Linked DNA regions of Callithrix jacchus: region 2 is linked to region 1. Evidence: chromatin contacts called from public Hi-C data. All regions are on one chromosome and are shown on one strand. Each heading gives the region's core, a stretch centred on a gene start, on an enhancer-like site or on the middle of the called end of the contact. The rest is flanking DNA. Distances are from core to core; before and after follow the strand shown. Region 1 overlaps NOP58 (NOP58 ribonucleoprotein). Region 2 holds the start of BMPR2 (bone morphogenetic protein receptor type 2).

Evidence for each region. A called contact is a pair of places that touch in the nucleus more often than the background predicts.
Region 2: a Hi-C map of skeletal muscle shows a contact between it and region 1, with 3 times the contacts expected there. The contact joins the promoter of BMPR2 here to the enhancer-like site in region 1. A contact is called at or near these places in 2 of 3 Hi-C or Micro-C datasets (both in skeletal muscle).

The regions. Positions count from the first base shown.
Region 1 is chr6:123,476,049-123,479,832 of calJac240_pri, reverse strand. All of the region lies in intron 12 of NOP58 (NOP58 ribonucleoprotein), which reads right to left. Among named protein-coding and RNA genes, the nearest start is that of NOP58, 42 kb to the right of the region's middle. Within about 2 kb of position 2,197, at least 1 of the 16 cell types and tissues checked has an H3K27ac peak or open chromatin away from gene starts, as enhancers often do. A contact at or near this core is called in skeletal muscle, where this site is marked.
Region 2 is chr6:123,539,857-123,543,640 of calJac240_pri, reverse strand. BMPR2 (bone morphogenetic protein receptor type 2) reads right to left here and starts at 1,898. Exons shown (of 13, transcript XM_035305333.3): 1 at 703-1,898. The coding sequence starts at 778.

The DNA of each region.
Region 1 (3,784 bases), core at 948-3,447:
GGACAGTTTTAGGGTGGGGAGATGGGGCTACAATAGTATGCAGCTGTATTCCCAACTTTATTACCTGCCAAGGGGTGGGGCTCTGCTTTTTTTTTTTTTCCTCCCCAGAGACAGGGTTTTGCTATGTTGCCCAGTCTAGACTCGAACTCCTGGGCACAAGTGATCCTCCTGCCTCAGTCTCCTGAGTAGCTGAGACTACAGGCAAGTGCTATTTCATGGTTAATAGAGAAAGGGAGAGGAATGCTTTTTTTTTTTTTTTTTTTGAGATGGAGTCTTGGTCTGTTACCTAGGCTGGAGTGCAGTGGCTCAATCTTGGCTCACTGCACCCTCCGCCTCCCGGGCTCAAGCTAGTCTCCTGCCTCAGCCTCCCGAGTAGCTGGGACTACAGCTGCGTGCCACCACACCTGGCTAATTTTTTGTATTTTTAATAGAGACGGGGTTTCACTGTGTTAGCCAGGATGGTCTCAATCTCCTGACCTCATGATCCACCTGCCTCGAGCCTCCCAAAGTGCTGGGATTACAGGCGTGAGCCACCACACAAGGTCCAGTTTCTCTTTAATAAACTAAATTCAACTTCACAGCTTCTGCCTTCTTAATTTCCATAATTCTCATCTTCTATGGCGATCTCTAACCGCTGCTTCCCTGCATTCCCCCTTCCCCAGTCACTGATTTCAATGGGAACATGCCTTCTTCAGAAGGAGCATTTGAGGTCTGAGGTTCACTTTGTCAACTCTGAGGTCAACAGCTACTGCATCTTTTTCCTTGAGCTCTCCCTGCTCACAAGTACCTGGCCCATACTGGGTGTCCCAAATACTTGCTGGCCAAGAATGCTGTAAGGATCTTGGAAGTTTTCAGAGAGAAATAACTCAGAATTAAAGCAAAATAAATAGCATGTTTCTGCTTTAAAAATTAGGACTTTCTATTATGATCACTTCAAGCTTTCAAGAATAAAAAGGGAGAAAATAGTATGATGAACGTTCACATACCCACCACCACCCATATTTCAACAATTGCTAACATTTTGCTGTATTTGCTTCATCTATTTCTATTTATAATTTCTGCTGAAGCACTGCAAAACAAATTATAGACATCAGGATACTTCCTCCCAACAGCATGCATCTTTAAAAACGAAGGACATTATCCTCATAACCCCAGTAGCCTTATCACATCTAAAAGTAATTATAATTCCCTAAAATCATGTAATATCCAGTTCATATTGGAAATTCTCTAACTGTTCCCAGAATATCTTTTATGTCCTTCATGTTTTGAAATCAGGATACATCAAGGTTCACACATCGCATTCAACTTTTTTTTTGAGATGGATCTTGCTCCGTCGCCCAGGCTGGAATGCAATGGCACAGTTTAGGCTCACTGCAACCTCTGCTTCCCAGGTTCAAGTGATTCTCCCGCTTCAGCCTCCTGAGTAGCTGGGAATACAGGCATGTGCTACCACACGCTGCTAATTTTTGTATTTTTAGTAGACACGGGGTTTCACCATGTTGGCCAGGCTGTCTCAGCCTCCCAAAGTGCTGGGATTATGTATGTAAGCCAGCGTGACCACCCTGCTCCCCTATATTCTTATTCAACTTTAACGTTGCACATTTTGGATCTGATTGCTTCCTATGATAGTTTTCCTGTAAAGTGGAAGGTAGAGCAACCTAAAAGCTGAATTAAATGTGTAAGCTTTTCATTAAAAAAAAAAAATTGCCTTCTGTTCCTAAGAGAAAAGAGCAGGCTAATGTCTTTGGAATACACCAGGTCTCTCTGGGTCTGAGTCTTCATTGTATATAAGTGACCTCCTGGATTCCTTTTAATTCTAAAATCTCCTATTTCCCTGACAAACAGATCAAATGTTTGATAAATGTGATGTCATGCTCCCTGTTGTCTCATTTACAGCCATTAGCTCTCAAGTACTGTGACAGCCTGAGTAATCAAGGGCTGTAGTTGTTATGAGTTTGTTCACCTTTGGTTACTTTTATACAGGATGCATTCATAGCTATACTAATTATAGTTTATCTTCAAACTTTGAAGGCAGCATTTGCTGCTATGACATAGGAGTTGGTATGCAAACGGACGTCTTGACCAGTTGAGTACTAGTGGTCCTCTCAGTACTGTAGGCCAGGAATTTCCAGGCAGCCACTTCCAAAGCTATTGTTTGGTGGCTTGCCAGGACTTGGTGTAAACCAAAGTAGCAAATACCAGCCGTGGGTCCCAGGCTTTGTGAGAAACCTCCAGTGAGCTGCTATTCCAACCTGTCTCCACAGGGGTAGCAAGCACAACTCATTGCTAGATTCAAACTATTCATTTTTTCAAATGACAAGATTCCAGTACTTTCAGGCTACCAAATGTTCCAAGGCTGGATGTGGTGGCTCACACCATACCCTTTGGGTTAGCAGCACAAGGACAGGTGGGAGTGTATAATCCTGAAGATGATTTCAATGTTGTACCGATAAACGAAACCTTTTCATTCATCTTGGTTTGTAAGGGGAAAATTACCCAGGTTTAAAGCCACTTGGTTCAAGTTAATAATTTAAAACATTGTTTGCTGCTGTATGAAAAACTGTGCTAGTGAGCAGGGGACTGGGATAGATGCTAAATAAAAAGATGACTATGAGACAGTTCCTCACATAGGAGTTTTCTCTTAATGCTTTGTTGGAGTGTAAATTACGGCATTCTTTGGGAGGCAAACTGACATTATTTTACACTATATCCCCTTTGACGTAGTAATTCTACATCTAAAAGTTATCCTATGGAAATGCAAATACATGAAAATAATGTACAAAGGCATTCACTGCAGTCTATAAAAAAACAATCTGGAAGTACTCAAAAATACTAAATAGAATACACTTGAATATGAAACCATGGTGAGTCTAGTATAAATAAAAATAATGCTAAATTGATAATTTTCTTTCAACTAGTCATATCAGACTCCTTAAAATTTCAGCCAAAGTGGCCGGGCGTGGCAGCACATGCCTGTAATCCCAGCTACTCAGAGGCTGAGGCAGGAGAATCACCTGAACCCAGAGGCGGAGGTTGTGGTGAGCCGAGATCATCCCATTGCACTCCAGCCTGGGCAACAATAGCAAAACTCCATCTCAAAAAAAGAAAAAAAAATCACTAAGATTTTTCCCTTTTATGTAATACTAAATATACATAGAACACTTGCAGTATCAGCAATTAAATTCGTCCCTTCAAAAGCAAATTATTATAGCCAGCAAACAATGCTAATAATTGTATTTCTTGTACCTAGTCAACCTTGCATTATCTATGTAGGAGTAGTATTTACCTGAGGTCTAGCCTTCCGGGGCTCTTCAATTACCCATAGTGCAACAGCACAACTGAGGCCTGGGATGCTGGTTTTCTAGTGCTTTTCATGTTGCCAAAATGCACAGGCTAGACTTCTTGACCAGCAAGTCAGGTTTTGGTTTGGAGAACCATAAGAGTAAGCAAGGTAATAGACGGAAGTCCTTGCAGTACAGTGGTCCAGATGTCCCCAACCATCAACTGGAATCTCTAACAAATGGAAAGTCTTGGGCCCTACCCTATACCTACTAAATCAGAAACTTACCGTTTAAAAAGTTCTCTGCTTTGGGAGGCCGAGGCGGGTGGATCACTAGATCAAGAGATCCAGACCATCCTGGTCAACATGGTGAAACCACGCCTCTACTAAAAATACAAAAAATTAGCTGGGCATAGTGGCGCGTGCCTGTAATACCAGCTACTCAGAAGGCTGAGGCAGGAGAATTGCCTGAACCCAGGAGGCGGAGGTTGCGGTGAGCCGAGA
Region 2 (3,784 bases), core at 649-3,148, 64 kb before region 1:
AAGTTATCAAAATACAGCCCAACAGTACTGTAATTCTCCAAAAGCATCTAATATGTGAGTGCCCAGGTTGAAAAGATGGAGATATAATTATTAAAATACTTGGGAACAAAATAATACCACTGATAAGAATAGGAAACCATATAATAAAATGTCAAGAATCTCACAGTTCTGGCTTCCTCAACATTTTTTCTATTCATTCGGTAACATTTCTGAATAATGAAAGTAATATGGATTCCCAGCATGATCTAAATATAAAACTAAGGTTCAATGTGTTCTCTAGTTGATGTTCTTTTTACTAGAAGCCAAAACCGCTTCTTTATAATAAAAAAAAATACATATACAGGTCTGTTTCCTGAGATCTCATAACAGATACTGTTCACTGGTGATTAAAATATTATTTTTAATCCTTGCATTACCTCACAGCTAAAAATGTCAAGATACCACACCCAATATGTCTTTTTTACCCCGTGAAGGGGGGTGGGGTGGGAATATGGTAGCGGGGATAGGAAAGTACACAGGAATATTAAAGGTGATTTCCCTGGAAGTCACGGGGCAGGCGCGCAGGCACCGAGTCGCGGCTCCACTCCACCGCGATCCGGGGGACGCGTCGAGAAGGGTGAGCACAGGCCTCGGCCTCTTCGGGCTCCCTCCCTCGCCACCCGCAGGGGAAGTGGCCGGGACGCGCCGGCTGGGGCTACTCACCCGCCGCAGCGCTGACCAGCAGGATGGTCCATGGTAGCCAGGGCACCCGCCAGGGCCGCTGCAACGAGGAAGTCATCCCTGGGCCAGCCAAGAAGCAGGAGGGCAAAGAAAAGAAATGCGGGAAGTGGATACCGGCGGACAAACAGCCGGGAGGTTCGTCTCCTCTCCCGTGGACTGATCGTGCCCGTATCACAATGCAGTTTGAAAGGACAAATGGCAGATGAGAGGACCTAGCTCAGAGCTTTCATGCCGCTGCAGAAATTCCCTTCATTTCTCTCCCTCGCGGCTGGGGGGGGTTCCTTCGCCTCGGACGGGGTGCTGCAGCCATCCAAAGTGAAGGCATATCCGTGGGGAAAGCAGGGATCCAAGAAGAAATCACCCAAGTTATTTCCCTCGTAGTTTCACGATATCAAAAAAATATCCAGGTCTGGGAGAAAACATATCCAGGGTGCGGAGGACGGAGATAGATCCGGGGCCCGGGGACGAGTTCAGAACTAGTTCCCGACTGCCGGGAAGGGCGAAGCCGGGCGGGCGGCGGCGGCGGCGGCGCCCGGCGGCCCAAGTCGCATCGCCAGAGGCTCCAGGAAGGCAGGATTCCTTAAGTTTCGCTTCGGTGCTTCCCTCACTGTGATTTCGAGAACAAATCCTCTTCCTCGACTGGATCGAAAAAAGTGCCTGCCTCCATGGACAAGCTCACAGTCCCCACGCCTTTGCGGAACAATCGTGCGAGGGTCGGCGAAGCCCTGGCGAGGGCTGAAGGGAGGTGGAGCGGGGGAGGGGAGGGGTCGCGGCCCGTGCCGGAGCTCCCCGAGACGGCGAGCGGAGGGGGTGCGAGCGGTTGCCCCTTCTGGCCCTCCCGGCGGTGCTCCCTTCCCTTCCTAGGTTTTTATCCCGGCTGCCCGATCTTGCCTGAGGTAAATTCCACCAGGAAAGCCTTGTCTTCTGCAGTCAATGGCTCCTGTGAGAGAATCACAACCACCCGAGGAAGCCGCCGCCGCCGCCGCCGCCGCCTCGTTCTCCCGCAGCTCTGGGCTCCGGGCGGAGCTCGGGCGTCGCGGGCCGAGGGCGGGGGGCGGCGGGAGGGCGGAGAAAGGTAGCCGGGGAAGAGGGTGAGCAGCAAGGAAGCGAGACACCCTGCGCCCCTCCGGGAAGCACTTCCAGTGGCTCCGAGCAGACCAGACACAAAGGGGGGAGTCGCCGCAGCTGCCAGTCTGCGGCGCTCCCGGTCACCGGAGTCGCCCCGCCTCCGCCGCCGCCCCCGCCTCCTCCTCAGTCTCCAGCTCTTCCCGGCCCAGTCTGTCTCTGGCCTGTGGTGCAGCGCGGGCGGCGACGGCGGCGCTGGCGGCGCGATGAAGCCCGCACTGAGTCTGCGCGCTCACGGCCCCGCCCGGCCCCGCCCCTCGTCCGGGCTGGCTGAGGGCTCCGAGGCCCTAACTCCTCGGGCCTCTCCCCTGAATGGCCGAGGGCTGGGTGGGGCAGCGGTGGGCAGCGGTGGCCTCTCTCTCTTTCTCTCTCTCTATCTCTATCTCTTTCTCTCTCTGTGTGCCTCTCTCTCTGTCTCTCGCTCTCTCACACACACACACACACACACACACGCCTTCCAAATGTGCATGGCTTGGGATTCGCGTGTGTGTTTAAGAGAGGGTGGCCACATCTTTTTGTCCAGTGTTCGGCAGACTTCCGAGCTCCGGGAATTCTTCCGACAGAGGCGTCTTGGTCTCCCCAGGACTCTCGGAGGAAAGCCTTGAGGGACAGAACTGCCCTCTGTTGTTTCACTGGGCTGGTGCCTCCCTCTCCGCAGCCCAGAGAATCCGGATGGACCCGCCTTTCCCAGAACCGGAGACCTTGGCCTCCTCAGGCTCCCCTCTGACTCAAACAAAAGCCGGAATTGGAAAGACCACCCCTAAATTGATGTGTTTGCTGTAATCGACGTCCTGCTTGCCTCAACCGCCCATTCCCTTAGCCTTAGCTGACAGGAATATTGAATATTTGCAAGGATGCGAAGCCAGAAAACAAACAAAAAGAAGACTTAATTCTGTAAATCGTCCCGCTGCGTGCGCGAGCCTGTCGGTACAGCGCGATGCCCACCTGAGACAGGGCCTGGATTCACTAAGGCTGGGGACCCTGAGGGCTTTTTAGGGCACGTGAAAGGAAAATTGAGCTAGAATTGTGTCACGATAGAGTGGGATCATTTTGCACTCAAGGAATTGAGAAGGTCCCATTGGTACCCCAATTTCCAAGGATTTGTGTAGTGCGTTTTTTCGATCTGGTTTGTACTAGCGACCAGGATAGGGGAGGGGATTCATCCCGCCCTTATACCCCGCTGCGGGGTCAGCCGACGTGGGTGGGATTTTGCCGGCGGAGAGGGGAGAAGGTGACGTACATGGCGCCATGATCGGAAGTCTGGGTTGAATTCTTAGCTGCGAGGTGGAAAATGCGCGTAGGAGGGCGATCGGCGGTCTAGAGGGGTAAAGTCTGGCCTTCCCATCTCCCACCAGACAGTACGGTTATTCTGAAGGCTGGTTTTGCTGGTCTTTCATTGTGGCCAAGGGCACAGATACAGTCATAGATAGACTCCTTAAGTCATGTTCTGCTTGCTTCTTCAAGTCTACTTTTATCTCTTTATCTGAATTTGATGTAAATAAATCTCCACATTCCTTAAACTGGTTTCTGTTATCATACTAAACATCTTCCATAATTAGGGGTTGTAGCAATACCAGCCCCGGATTCTAAAACTCTTTTTAATTGAAATATGTTTGTACTGTTTACCCTTTAGGCAAAGAAAAGTTCTACATAGCAAAATCCCTTAAAAAAGACAAGGAGCATATGCTTTGATTCATTAGCTTTATTTATTTATGTATTACTTATTTATTATTATTATTTTTTGGCGACGGAGTCTTGCTCTGTCACCCAGGCTAGAGTGCAGTGGTGGGATCTCGGCTCACTGCAACCTCCGCCTCCCAGGTCCAAGTGATTCTCCAGCCTCAGCCTCCCGAGTAGCTGGGATCACAGGTGCCCACCACCACACCGGGCTAATTTTTGTATTTTTTTTTTAATATAAAGATGGGGTTTCACCATGGGT